Linked DNA regions of Oryctolagus cuniculus: region 1 is linked to region 2. A link is a contact called in public Hi-C data. All regions are on one chromosome and are shown on one strand. Each heading gives the region's core, a stretch centred on a gene start, on an enhancer-like site or on the middle of the called end of the contact. The rest is flanking DNA. Distances are from core to core; before and after follow the strand shown. Region 1 holds the start of VIM (vimentin). Region 2 holds the start of LOC127483446 (a long non-coding RNA gene).

Region 1 (6,532 bases), core at 842-3,341, 220 kb before region 2:
CTGAAAACAATTGCTCGTCAGCCAAAGAGGAACCGGGAAACCGCCGGGGGCGGGGCGGCCACACCCAGCCACCACGTCGCCCGACCGCGAGTCGCGAGTCCCGAGCCGCGAGCCGCGAGCCACGAGCCACGGCGCCACCCCAGCGGGCAGCAGACGAGCGACCGCAGCCTTCGGCACCACTCTCCCCGGCGGGTTTTCGCGGGACCTGGGGCGGCCCGGCGTGGAAAGGCGATGCCAGTGGCAGCCGCCGCCCCGCCCCTGGGGACCCTCGGCCATCCCTTTGTCTTGCTTCCTCCGCAGCCTCCCCCTCCTCCTCCCGCCTGGGGACTGGCAGCGTGCCAGCAGGGGCCGGGAAACTTTCTGAAAGTTTGGGCCCGTCGCTTCGGTCGTGCCCAAGGGCCTTCGAGCACGCACAAAGCGGTCGTTTTAAGAAATCTCTTAACTTGAAACGGACCTACTTGGGTTATGGGTAAGGGAAATGCTAACCGCACGGCTCGGGTTCAGGGCGGGGCTGCGCCGCCGCAGCCACATTGCCGCGCCCCTGCAGTCCCCTAGGCTGCAGCCGCCCCGGCCAACGCCCCAAGGGCGTGGCAGCCCTCTCGGGGGGGCCCGGTCCCAGCTCCCTCCCGGGGCCCCGCAAGCCTTACTTCTCCCGGAGCCGCATGATGTCTTCGGCCAGGTTGTCGCGCTCCACCTCGACGCGGGCCTTGTCGTTGGTGAGCTGGTCCACCTGCCGGCGCAGCTCCCGCATCTCCTCCTCGTAGAGGTCCCCCAGGCGGGACTTGCCCTGGCCCTTGAGTTGCTCGAGCTCGGCCAGAAGGATCTTGTTCTGCTGTTCCAGGAAGCGCACCTTGTCGATGTAGTTGGCGAAGCGGTCATTCAGCTCCTGCAGCTCCACCTTCTCGTTGGTGCGGGTGTTCCTGAACTCGGTGTTGATGGCGTCGGCCAGGGAGAAATCCACCGAGTCCTGCAGCAGCCGCACGCCGGGCACACTGCTCCGCAGGCGCCCCGCCGAGGAGCGCGTGACGTACGCGGTCCCCGACCCCGAGGAGAAGAGGCTGCGGCTGTTGGTGGGGCGCAGCGCGCTGCCCAGGCTGTAGGTGCGGGTGGACGTGGTCACGTAGCTCCGGCTGGAGCTCGGCCGGCTGGCGGTGCCCGGGCCGCCGAACATCCTGCGGTAGGAGGACGAGGACACGGACCTAGTGGACATGGCTGCAAAGGGCGGTGGTGGGCTGGGCGGCTGCGGCGGCGCGGACGGGCTCCGAGAAGAGAGCGAGGGCGCGGTGGGTGTGGGCGGTGGAAGCGCTGCTGCGTCTCTGGCGCGGGGACCTCGGAGCGAGAGTGGCAGAGGACGGGACCCCGTCGAGGGCGCTGTTTTTATAACCCGGTTAGGAAAGAGGGTCCCCTCCCACTGCCATCCTAGCCGCCGTGAGCGCCAGCCAATGGGGACCCGGCGAGAAGTGGGAAGGGTGGGCCGGGGCTTGGGGCGGGGGCGCCCTGGAGCCTTCCCAGTCTGAGGCTCTGGCCTGGGCCACGTCCCGTTACTTCGTGGGCTGGGCTGGGCTACGCTGAGACTTTCTGGGGCTTTCCTCAGGATGGCCGGAACTCTTTTTCATCCCAGGATGTTAATGAAGGCGGGGTTGCGCCGTGGTGGGTGTGGGGATCCGCTTGGATCTGGACCAAAAGGGTCCCGGGCACCCGGCCCAGGGGGCGTGGGAGGAGGCGCGCGGGCGGGAGCGGTGCGTGGCGCCTGGATTGCTGCGGTTTGGGAGCCTCTGGATGGGGAGACCTGCGGGCAAGGGGCATGAACAGGGGGAGTAAGGGATCCAGCAGATCGCCAGGCGCGGAGGAGAAAGAGACAAAGAGCGCCCGAGATTGGAGCGCGGGGTGGGGGCGCACACAGCCAGAGACGCAGCGCGGGGCTTCGCGCAGCCTCGGGCACCGCCTGTTTGCAAGGGCGGGCTCCTCTGCGCGCGACGCTTCTCAGTGTGTCCTCTTTAGGGGGCTCCGGCCCGGTCTCGTCCAGGGACTCAGGGGCTCAGTCCAGCTTGGGACGGCCGAGCTGCGAGGCGGCGGCCGAGGGAAGCCCAGGGGAGAAGGGTGGGGTCGCTGAGTCACGGGCGGTGACTCACAGCACCCCGCCGAGGGGTAGGGCACCTAGCGGTTCAGGGGAAACCGTTAGACGAGCTTGACTCAAGTTTCCGCGGGCCCCGCGCGCACTTATCGCTCCAATCTCCACTGATTTGGAGCTGGGCCTCCGCTTTGATGTGTGCGGCCCGGGCTGGGGGCACAAGAGCGCCCCTAAGTTTTTCAGAACTCGCCGAAGTCTGGCTTTGCTCCCAGGCTGCGAACTTCTCGCTCGTGAGAAACTTCTGCAGCCCTTGGAGCGTCACCAGGCATGGGTCTGGGCGCTCTTGAAGGCGCTGGTTGAAGACCTGGCTTTGCACGGTTCCCTGCCGCCCTCGCCCGCCCGGGCTCCTTTCGTCCGCCCCCTTCCTCCCCCCGCCCCTACTGTGAGGCCACACCCGACTCTGAACAGGATCTCGAAGTTCTGGGTGAAAGAGGAAACTCGAGTCCGTAGTTGCACAACCGAATTCAGTGCTCACCAGTTTTTCTGCGGGTGGAAGTCGTTATAGGTGACGTGGGAGCCAATGAAAGAATTAATTAGGCGCTGCTTAAAAACTCCACTTTGACTCGTGAGTTCAAGTGAAAGGCAATTATACAACTCAAATGACCGAATGTATGTGTTAATTTTAGCGATGCATAGTGCAGGGTTCCAGTGCATTGTTCGGGAAATGTCTCAGGTCCTGTTTTCCAGAGGAATTCGTGGGATTGGACTTGGAGCTGGGGAAGCCTTTTGTCTAGAGGACAAAAAAAAACTTGGAGATCAGGACACGGAGGGAATGTTCCGATGTAGCCGCTTTAACCTCTCTGGGGAAACCGCTGAACTCAGAGGCTATTGTTTCACTGTTAGTTACGTGGAATTGAGTCGTCTCTCTCTCTCTCTCTCTCTCACACACACACACACACACACACACACGAGATGGAGGGACAGGCAAGCCAGTGTTCTTTTGATGAAGCAGCAATTGAAGAACCACAGGTGTCGGAGTATCTGGAATACTTAGGGAGTACCGAACCGGTGAACTGCAGAACCTCTGTAAATTGATTGTACAGGAAACAGATTCCTGCACCCTCTTTGGGTGGGGACCGGGTACTGGAAATCACCTGGCATTTAAGAAAAAGCATGTGGTGGCAATTGAAGGGTGTAGCATAGCCTTTTTTGTACAAACCTCTTTGAGCAATGTTTAGTTTACCTCATCTCAGTGAGTCCTGGTGAATGGCACTGCCAAGGACCTGCCACAGGACCCTCTAAGGCCAGCTCTCCTGCTGTGGCTGTCCTTTGTTCCCTTATTCACTGGAGGCTGAGGGGCATTCCTGGGACTAGCCTATGTTCCACGTTAAGGTCTTGCCTTTCTGAGGGCCCTTTATTCAAGCCACTGCTCAGCAAATGTCACCATTGTAAGTTTGCCTGCAACCCTTTGAATGGCAAGTCACCTCCCTTTGGGGAGAGGAGAGGCTGGACCTTCCCCCTGCGTGAAATGCTGATCCCAGTGCAATGCGGTGGCGCGGTCAGGGGCCACTTGATGACTGACTCACTATGGAAAATGAGGGCAAGGCTGTGGTGTGGTGTGGCCACGGGCCCCGCCTGCACCCACAGCACATTCCGCAGGGCAGTGGTGGTTCTGGGGCAGGCTTTCATCCTCTTCATCCTCTAGGGGTGCTACTTCTTTCTAGCCTGTCACCATTCTGTAGTCTCAGGGCTATGGTAAGCCTGGGGGTATGGCCACAGCTGTTAGATTTATATATCCCATGTAGTATATGTAATTATATATAATATATGTCAAGCATATATATATATATATACATATATATAGTACCAAAGATACTTCAGAAAGTTCACAGAAAGTGGAATTAAAAGGTAAGTTTATTTTTGTGCAGAAAATGTTGAAATCCATGCAAATTTTTTCACTAGGTACATTTCCTGTGAACATTCTGAAGACTCTTTGTGTGCATAATTTCAAGTTTTTTGCCCCAATATAAACTGATTTTTAATTCTATTTTCCACAAATATTTTTAGGCACCCTGATATATACACACACCTATACACATGTGCAGTACCCAATTTGTCCTCCCTGTGAGAAATCGCCATAATTGGAGGTAGACTGCAGAATGCTGAAAGATGAGAGTTACAGAAACACTTTCACTCACTCATGTAGAATGCGGGAGACTTTGGAAAGAATTCACACTGAGATAACATATCCATGCCTAGCCCTATGCCTCAATAAGAAGTCATCAGTTAGGATTCGTTATGTCTGAACTCACATCCTTGAGCTTGATAATGTATCCTGCTGTCTCTATTATCTATGGTCTTAGTTAACTTTTGAAAGCAACCTGTACACAGACATAGATTTCTCAATTTTTGTATTTTTTTTTTTTGCCAGAAAAATCTGAGAAGTATTTTTGAGTGCTGGATCATGAATCTGGTTTAAACATTGCATGATGCAAGTGGTGCATGAATAAGGACACGGTGGTATGATTTGTAGGCCAGGCATAAACACGACTACATTTGGAGTTCTAGCAGTGATTTTGGAATTTGCAAGCTCTGGCGATGTCAGTTGGACTGGTTGATGTGAACTGACAGCCCAGCCAGCCGTGTGCACAGGAGCTTAGTGGCCTGTGGAGGCTTTGGGAATGGTGGCTATGCCACAGCAGGACTGTCTGGGTGAAGTGTTGAAAGCAAGAAGGTAGATGAAGTGAGAGGGTGAAAACTGTTGCAAAACCTAAATGGCACAATAATAAAGATACTAATGAACAATACCCTAAGTGCATTAATTTTTATGTCTACGGAATGGCAAGCATTGTGCATGCATTTAATTTAAGTTAATGCTCTTGCAGCAGCCTGCAATGTAGACTTGGTTCTCCAGTTCACAAATTTGGGGTCTAAGGCTCAAGCTCACAGTTTTCTCCTGTTGTAGAGCTAGTGGGGTGTGGAAGGAGATGACAAGAATTTAAATTGAGGCTCTTTTCTGAGTCCAATATATACTTGTCATTTATCTTTGATTGGTGTTGAAATTTTTCATACTATCAGGCATTCAATTCATAAACACTATTTAGGGACCAACTGTGTCCCTGGAACTGAGGGGACTGAAATTAGCAAAGATCCTTTGGCGTAGGAGCAATTTCCCTCGGAGTACATTGGCAGACACAGAGAATGTCATGTTTTATGTTAGGTTGTGTCAATGATTCATATTAGATCAGCAGGGAGATTCCTTTCTACCTGCGCTCCAAGTCCATACTTTGTGAGTTCATCATTGTCACCCAGATTCTGCTCTGTCTCTTCAGAGGCATCACACCCAAAATTGGTCTTAGCTTATCTCACGCCCTAAACCCCACCAACCACAGCAGCTTCTCTTTCCAACTTTCCTGTCTCTTTGGAACATCCCAGCAAAGTAATCATCATTGCCACTTCCCTACTCTTGGATTGCTCAGTTCCAGTGAGTACATGTCCCCTTGCTTCCTGTGTCCACTCGTCTGTTAGATTGCTGTCTGCGATTGGCTTCCATTCTTCCAGCTTACAAATGCATCTGTCTTTGGGCTGTAATTCCTTTTTCTTAAAAACTTCCTAAATGAAAGATCTCTGCGAGTGAGATTCCAGTGAAAAGAACAGGTCATCAAAGAAGGAGGTACCTTTCTCTGAAGGGAGGAGAGAACTTCCACTTTGACTACGACCTTGTCTAAATATGATCAGAGTTGGTGAACTCAAAAGGCTTCCATAGCCTTGGCAACTCATGACAAGAGCCTAGGGTGATTACTGAAGCCATAAACAAGAGTGTCAATTTGTTAAGTCAACAACAGGAGTCACTGTGCACTTACTCCTCATGTAGGATCTCTGTCCTTAATGTACTGTACATTGTGATTTAATGCTATAACTAGTACTCAAACAGTATTTTTCACTTTGTGTTTCTATGTGGGTGCAAACTGTTGAAATCTTTACTTAATATATGCTAAACTGATCTATATATAAAGAGAATTGAAAATGAATCTTGATGTGAATGGAAGGGGAGAGGGAGAGGGAAAGGGGAGGGTTGCAGGTGGGAGGGACGTTATGGGGGGGGGAGCCATTGTAATCCATAAGCTGTACTTTGGAAATTTATATTCATTAAATAAAAGTAAAAAAAAAAAAACTTCGTTAAGATTCTATGGTGTGCCAAAGGGAATTGCTCATCCCTTCATTAGGGGTGGAGGGATCTGTTTCTCTTTTGGTCACCACTGTGTATCCAGTGGCTGGGAAAGCACTGGGGACATTTGTGGAAGGTAGGAATCAATGCATGGATAATCTGTGGGAGAAAAGAGTTGAGGGCTAATATCTACTGATGATTCTTATGTTTAAGCACTGTGCTAGTCACTTTAGATGTGGTTGCATTTTATAGGATATTACAATCTGCAGCCTTCACTCATTTACTCAGGACAC
Region 2 (7,003 bases), core at 1,342-3,841:
TCCTGCCCTCCCCCCCAGGCCAACTAGCTAGAGCCACAGGGCAGGACAGGACAGAAAGGGAAGAGGAGGCTGCAGTTGGAACAACACTTTTCACTTTATCCTGTAAAGCCACTTCTCTTGCCAATTGACTTGACTTATTCATTTCCACAGCTGCCCCTACAGTCTCTCGTTTCCGAACTCTCTTTTTGCTCCCATCCGCTGCCATCCTTGCTCTACCCCCAACACACACACCATGCGTCACCTCACATGCAATGATAGCCATTGGGTTCTGCGACCTCAGCCTTCACACATAACCAGGTTGCCATAGCAACACATTGCAAGCAATGGCCCTCCATCTTCTCCTTTGATTCATTGCTTCCACAACTGCCCCGCCTGTGATGGTTTCTGTGAAATGTTTTATGTGAGTCAGCTCCTGTCCTTTCTGGCCATCATATTTCTTTTCTCAAAGCTATTTTGGGGGTGGTTTATTTGGAAAAGATGTTGGTTTTCTTTGCCTCTGCCCAGGAGTTAGACTAACACTCTGAGTACTTTTTACATGCCAAGCTTCATACTAGACTGATTATGTCGTTTGTCTGATTTGTTATTTACAACAACTTTATGAAATAAGTGCTGCTACAATGTCAGAGTTATATATGAAATTTAGTTCAGAGGAGTTAAGTAATTTTTATATGATTATGTTCCAATCAAATATTAGAGCTGGACTGTGAATCCAGAGCCTGCCTCTGACCACATTGACTTTCCTTAGTATGTTTCTATAATAAAATGACTTTTCTGCTTCTTGTTGAAATATAATTTTCTACTAAAGACACTGACTTCAAAAATCCTCTCTGTGAACTCAATCGGAATCATTCTCCTAAATTTGGCACATTCTTTATAAATGGCAGATTTTTTTTTCCTCTACAAAGGGTAGGGGATTCTCTACTACACTAAAATTCTCCCCTGACAGCAGATGAATTATTTCAGTGACATATTAAACTCTAAAGGATGAAGTTTTCTTGTAAAATTTCAAAGATTTGTAACAGGAAATGAACAGAATTTTTTTCCCCAGAAGTTACTCCTATTTTAATGATTCATCCAAAAGAAAATCCTGATTCACTTTCTCAGTATGTACTACATTTAATTAATTCTTCAAGTTAATTCTTCATTTAAAAAAAGTAATTTTATTCCAGAAAAACTTCAATAAGGAAAAGAGTACTTAGAAAAAGTATGAGTTCAATGACAATCTTAAATAAAAAGGACTGAGAGTCACTCAGTATGAGTTTGAAATTGGTTTAGAAAAATAGCCAATCTATACATCCCTTGCTTCTATATAGGAGATAATTATAATTTTTATTCATTATACCTACACATTTTTAAAATCATAAAGCAAGTAAGCAACAAGGAGAGCCTTTCAAAGGTCATTTCTATTAAAGTATTTTTTGTTAAGATTTATTTAAAAGGCAGAATTATAGGGAAAGTGGAAGATACACAGAAAGAGAACTTCCATTCACTGATTCTCTCCCAAAGTGGTCACAGCAGCATGGGGGACTGGACCAGGCGCTTCATCCGGGTCTACCACATGGGTACAGGGGCCCAAGTATTTGGGCCATCTTCTGCTGCTTTCCCAGGCACATTAGCAGAGAGTTGGTTGGGAAGTGGAGCAGCCAGGACTCGAATAGGCTCCCATATGGGATGCCGGGCGTTGCAGGTGACGGCTTAACCTGCTATGCCACAACGCTGGCCACTATTAAAAGTTTTTGCAGTTTATAGAGTTGACTCCTTTCTAAAGAACAGCTAAGGTACCGTTTAGCCGGATTTGGGTCTCTGTTCACTTAAAACTTGGCTTCCAGTGATTCCTAATGTACCTGCAAAACATTTAAACTTATGAGACTTGGACTAGCTGCATCAGCGTCTGACCATGCTTAATAAATCTTCAGTTTTCTGTCTCTGATGTGGTTTGGGTCCTTAGCATTTCGAACTTCACTGATCATTTCATGTGGCAGCTGGAGCCTGAAGTCACTAATGATCTAACATACTACATTTGTGCCAAGTGATCAAACCCATGCAAAGGAAGTAGACAGAAATTGGTAAATGTGGCTTAGGCAAGAGATTTCCTTCCTCTTTGCGTGTCTCAGGAGTGGTTGAGATATTTCAGTGCAGATTGGGTGTTGGGAGAGCTAAACCACACAGATTCTAAATGAATAGTCTCATTAAGAGAATAAATGAAAAGATTCTTCATGGGAGGGTTTGCAATATACAAATATCTACATTTGAAGATAGAGTGAATGGCTAGCTTAAAAGTGTAAGCTTTGTCCTAGGTATTAAAAAAAAAAAAAAAGAAAAAACCTCTAAGCACAGTTATACAAATTAGATCTGCTTGTTCAAGGAGTGAGAATCTCAATCCTTCCCCTATTAGTTTCTACTGATTTCTTTTATACTATATTGAGTAGATCTTTAGGCTCACTAAAAGCTGCAGAAATCATACTTTTACCAGATCCAGGCTAGCATGCTTGCCAGTAGTCTCAATGAGTCACAGCTGGAATGTCCTGTGGTTAAGATTCTGCTCTGAAAACAGAATCAGGAGCAGCAAGGCACCAACTTGTTTCCATGGCAACCAGTATTTGTGTACTTTGAAAAATGACTGTTCCTTTTTGTGTGGTAAATTTAAGCGGGAATGAATTGTAGAGGTGACGTTGGTCATCTGAATATAAACAAAAACTGATTTAATTAAGTGTCAATGTTAAAAGGACAAAACACTAGGGGCATGGGTGTTTTTCCTGATTAAGGCATTGTTCTATACTAATTAATTTATGGATTTATTTGACACTAGAGCATTTTCATAAATGTCTATTTGATGTTCAGTATAACATCCTCTTCAAAGGATAAAGCGACTGTCATTCATCAGTGCTTCCCCAAACCCACTGCCATTGTCCTCCACCCCCATGCTCTCACAATGTGTTATTTAACACCGCCGAGCCTCTGGGATTACTTGGATGAAGTAATCTCATCCGGAAGGAAGGGAAAAAACAAAGCTCTTTAAGTCATGTGAAAGTGTCCCATCTTCTAACCTTGCTAAACTGAGAGGCAAAAGTGTACTATATTGTGGGACTGTGTAGATTCCTCAGCATGTTGCTGCCTAGTGTTTGAGATCCTCCAAGCTAACGGTGATTGTGGTGTAGAGAAATTTTACCTTAGGTTGTGTTGGATAAAGATGAAATAATTTAAGCTTTGGTCACTACACTACAATCCAGACTGAGGAATAGCCCTTTTAGTGTGGAAGATAGTAGAATGTTTTCTTGTTTATTATACCTCTACTTGGGGACAGTTGCTTTATTTTTGTATTAACTAATTTTGAAGAAGATTTCATACCTGAAAATTAATCTAAAGAAGCTGAATAGTGGTTTAGGTGCACACAGCTTGTGACAGTACCTCCTCTCCCACCCCTTTGACTCTCTGTGTTTGAGTGGGGACTTGAGATCTGGGTGAAGGGCTTTTGTTCTTGTTCCCTCTTTTTATGTTCTTTTATACTTTCTCTCATTCTCCCTTCCTCATTGTGTTTCCTGTCAAAAATGTAGAATATTAGAAACTTGATAATAAGTATACACATTTAAAAGAGCAGGGTTTTTTTTGTTTTTTTTTTTTAGGAAGCTAATGTGTTAAGCCTGAAAAATAAACCTCATCTGTATTCATTTGTTTAAAATGCTGAGGTTGAGTACTTAAGAGTGAAGGATATAATGGGCTTCTGGGCTTCTCTCTAAATGTCAGCTGATCTTCTCTGAGATCTCACAAGTGCAGAAATATGATGAGCAGCCAATTCGAGGGCTCAATGAGACAGGCCAAGATCGAGAAGTCTGTGCTTTATTATGACTTTCAGCTAGGCTCTACCTGATTCCACCTTCTAAAGAATTGCCACAAAGAACCCAAACCATTTACTGCCAAAAAAGAGCAAGTACAAGTTTAGAACTCTGACTTTAAGATCTGCCTATCTCTACAGAGTTTAGCAGTGCTACTCGGTCCTATCAGAATAAATGCAGCTGTGGAAGTCATTGTGTTCTTTCATTGAGGATGTGTTGGGAACCTGCTCTCATTAAAGCCCAGCTCTAGGCAGGAAGGGAGGGGACAGAGGTAGGTCTGTGCTCTGAGGAAGCTCACAATAGTAGGGGAGATAAGACGCAGTGCCTGTAACTAGAATGCACAGGGATTGTGACTATTTCCACAAAAGAAGTGCCAATGAAAAGCTGAGAGCTTTCAAAGGAAAACTAATTTATGGCTGACTATAGAGATTAGGGAAGCTGCATAGGGATGCTTTGTAAAATCTGGCTTTAAAGCTGTCTACGTTCACACCAATATATGTCCAACAATATTTTATATCATCACATTTCAGTAAATAAAAATAATTGCATCAGTTTGGAATTTATTGAATCCAGGTTATACATTTGCCCACAAACACATGAAAACACACACTCACACACACACACACAGAGATATATATGTACTGTTTAAGAGAACAATCAACGAACATAGTTTCCATTTTATTGTCATGGGCAGCTCATCCCAAGAGTAATTGGAACAAAGTGTTTAACTCCACAGGGAATTAAGAGACAACAGAATGGCCTGAGTTATGAGGAAGCCAGTCTCTTTGGGTTGTCGTTATCTTTCCCAATGGAAGGGAGATAGTACAGAGGTTTATTTCTTGTTTGTTTTTATTTTTAAATTTGGACATATGTATTTGTTGATGTTATTAAATAGGCAGAAAACGGGTGCACAATAGATTATATAAATACATTCATGGAAAGATGGGCAAAGACCTCAGCAGAAAAACTCCAAGGCAAGAAATAAAAATGCTCAGTAAACATGGACATCTGTATTTAAACTCAAATTCTAAAGTAATCAAGATAACACAAATGAAGATTACCAAAAACAATTTTTCACTCTGATCACCAGTGTAAAAAATAATATCATTCATAATAAAAAATATTTCGGTGAAAGAAACATGTCTGTAAACTACTGGTGGAAGCATAAATTGGTATAAATTTTCTGGTAAGAAATTTAATAATATTATTTCAAGAGCCATAAAAGATTATACTTTCACTGATATCCTTTATAGCAATCTTTTTAAAGAAACATTGAAACTCTCAAATATTTAAACTGACAAACAAAATTGGAAATACCTAAACAACAATAGAATTGTAATGTAAATACAGTAGATTAGTGGCATTTTTTTTGACAGGCAGAGTGGACAGAGAGAGAGAGAGACAGAGAGAAAGGTCTTCCTTTTCCATTGGTTCCATTGGTTCACCCCCCAATGGCCGCTGTGGCTGGCGCATTGTGCTGATCGGAAGTCAGGAGCCAGGTGCCTCTCCTGGTCTCCCATGCGGGTGCAGGGGCCAAGGACTTGGGCCATCCTCCACTGCACTCCCAGGCCACAGCAGAGAGCTGGACTGGAAGAGGAGCAACCGGGACAGAATCTGGCGCCCTGACCAGGACTAGAACCCCGTGTCCCGGCACTGCAAGTGGAGGATTAGCCTATTGAGCCGTGGCGCCGGCTGAGGTTAGTGGCATTTTAAACCACCTTTAGAAATGTTTCAACCTTGGGACTCGTACTGTGGAATAGTGGGTAAAAGCTGCTACCTGCAGTGCCATCATCCCATGTGGGTGCTGGTTCCAGTCCTGACTCCTCCACTTCCGATCCAGTTCTCTGCTATGGCCTGAGAAAGCAGTAGATGGCCCAAGTCCTTGGGCCCCTGCACCTGTGTGGAACACCCCGAAGATGCTCTTGGCTCCTGGCTTTTTGTTCAGCACAGCTCTGGCTGTTGCAGCCATTTGGAGAGTGAAACAGTGGATAGAAGACCTCTCTCTGATTTTGCCTCTCTGTAACTCTGCCTTTTCAAATAAATAAATCTTTTTTTAAAAAAAGATATCCTTAAAAAGAGTCCAAGCCCAATATTTAATGACATACTTAGTATTAAAAGTCAAAGCAATTAAACATGTAGCCTGAATTTATGCACACACATATATACCTGCACACACACTCATATATATATATGCAATTACATAAATGAAAAACATTGACAAAAGAAATTTAGGGTGTAAAACTATGAACAATGTTTGTCTTTAATAGGATTAATCATTGTATTTTCCTTTTTCATATATTTTAAAGTCTGACATTTTTAGTTATTATTTATTTTAAAAACTACATCTTGTAATTGTGGTAGCTGCTCCTCACTGAGCATCTCCTGTGCATCGTTGATAGGTGAAGGTAGCATGTTTGCCCTGTCATTTCCTGATTCTGTGCCTGGTTATACTTTGGACTTCCAGGTTGATATAAAACCAAAAATGAGTAGCTGAATTTTTCAATCTGTTGGACCTAGGAATGAGATCTATCCATCTCTAAAATCATCTTTAGGTAATTTTCTATTTTAAATTCTTGTGTTAAACCTCTTGTATTCAATCCAGCTCAGCCAATTTGTCTCCAATTTTTGAACCAAGGCCCAGCTTTTGCTCCTGAGTAGACCTGGCTTTTTCCGTAAGACAAGCCAGGTCTTACATTGGGCTGTTTCTCTGTGATTTCAGCTCTATGATGGATCACAGCGGATAGGGCGCTACTGTGGAGCAAATAAACCCACGCCAGGGGGTACCACAAGCTCCAGGCTTCAAGTACTGTTCCATACCGATGGAGTGAATCACAACGAGATGGGATTTCAGATGCAGTGGTTCGTTCAAGGTAAGCCCTGTGCTGATTTCAGTTGGATTACTTTGTTACATGAGAATGGGTCCTTTCCAATTCTAGCCTTGAAAACAACACCATCAACAAACAACGGAAAGTAGGTAATCATCTAGTGCTAGGCTTCAGAAAATTCATGCAGACACTAGTAGAACTTGGAGAGTCAAATCCTCAGAGATGAGAGAAGAAGTGAAGTCAAAGTGGGCACAACCTTTCTGCTTACAATGGAATTATGTCCCCATAAGTTGAATATAAAGTAAGGCAAAATAGAAAAGATTTAGATAATGTTTAAGATGGGTT

The links. Hi-C and Micro-C count contacts between places; a contact is called where the count stands out from the background.
Region 1: a Hi-C map of an unstated tissue shows a contact between it and region 2, with 2.4 times the contacts expected there. The contact joins two enhancer-like sites. A contact is called at or near these places in 3 of 6 Hi-C or Micro-C datasets (embryonic fibroblasts, psoas muscle and an unstated tissue).

Annotation. Positions count from the first base shown.
Region 1 is chr13:43,365,805-43,372,336 of mOryCun1.1, reverse strand. It overlaps VIM (vimentin), which reads right to left and starts at 5,504. Exons shown (of 9, transcript XM_002717420.5): 1 at 648-5,504. The coding sequence starts at 1,210. TRDMT1 (tRNA aspartic acid methyltransferase 1) reads left to right here and starts at 6,188. Exons shown (of 12, transcript XM_070055462.1): 1 at 6,188-6,532. Within about 2 kb of position 2,091, at least 7 of the 8 cell types and tissues checked have an H3K27ac peak or open chromatin away from gene starts, as enhancers often do.
Region 2 is chr13:43,145,464-43,152,466 of mOryCun1.1, reverse strand. CUBN (cubilin) reads left to right here. Exons shown (of 67, transcript XM_051820614.2): 28 at 6,553-6,703. LOC127483446 (a long non-coding RNA gene) reads right to left here and starts at 6,557. Exons shown (of 3, transcript XR_007909672.2): 1 at 2,471-6,557. Within about 2 kb of position 2,591, at least 6 of the 8 cell types and tissues checked have an H3K27ac peak or open chromatin away from gene starts, as enhancers often do.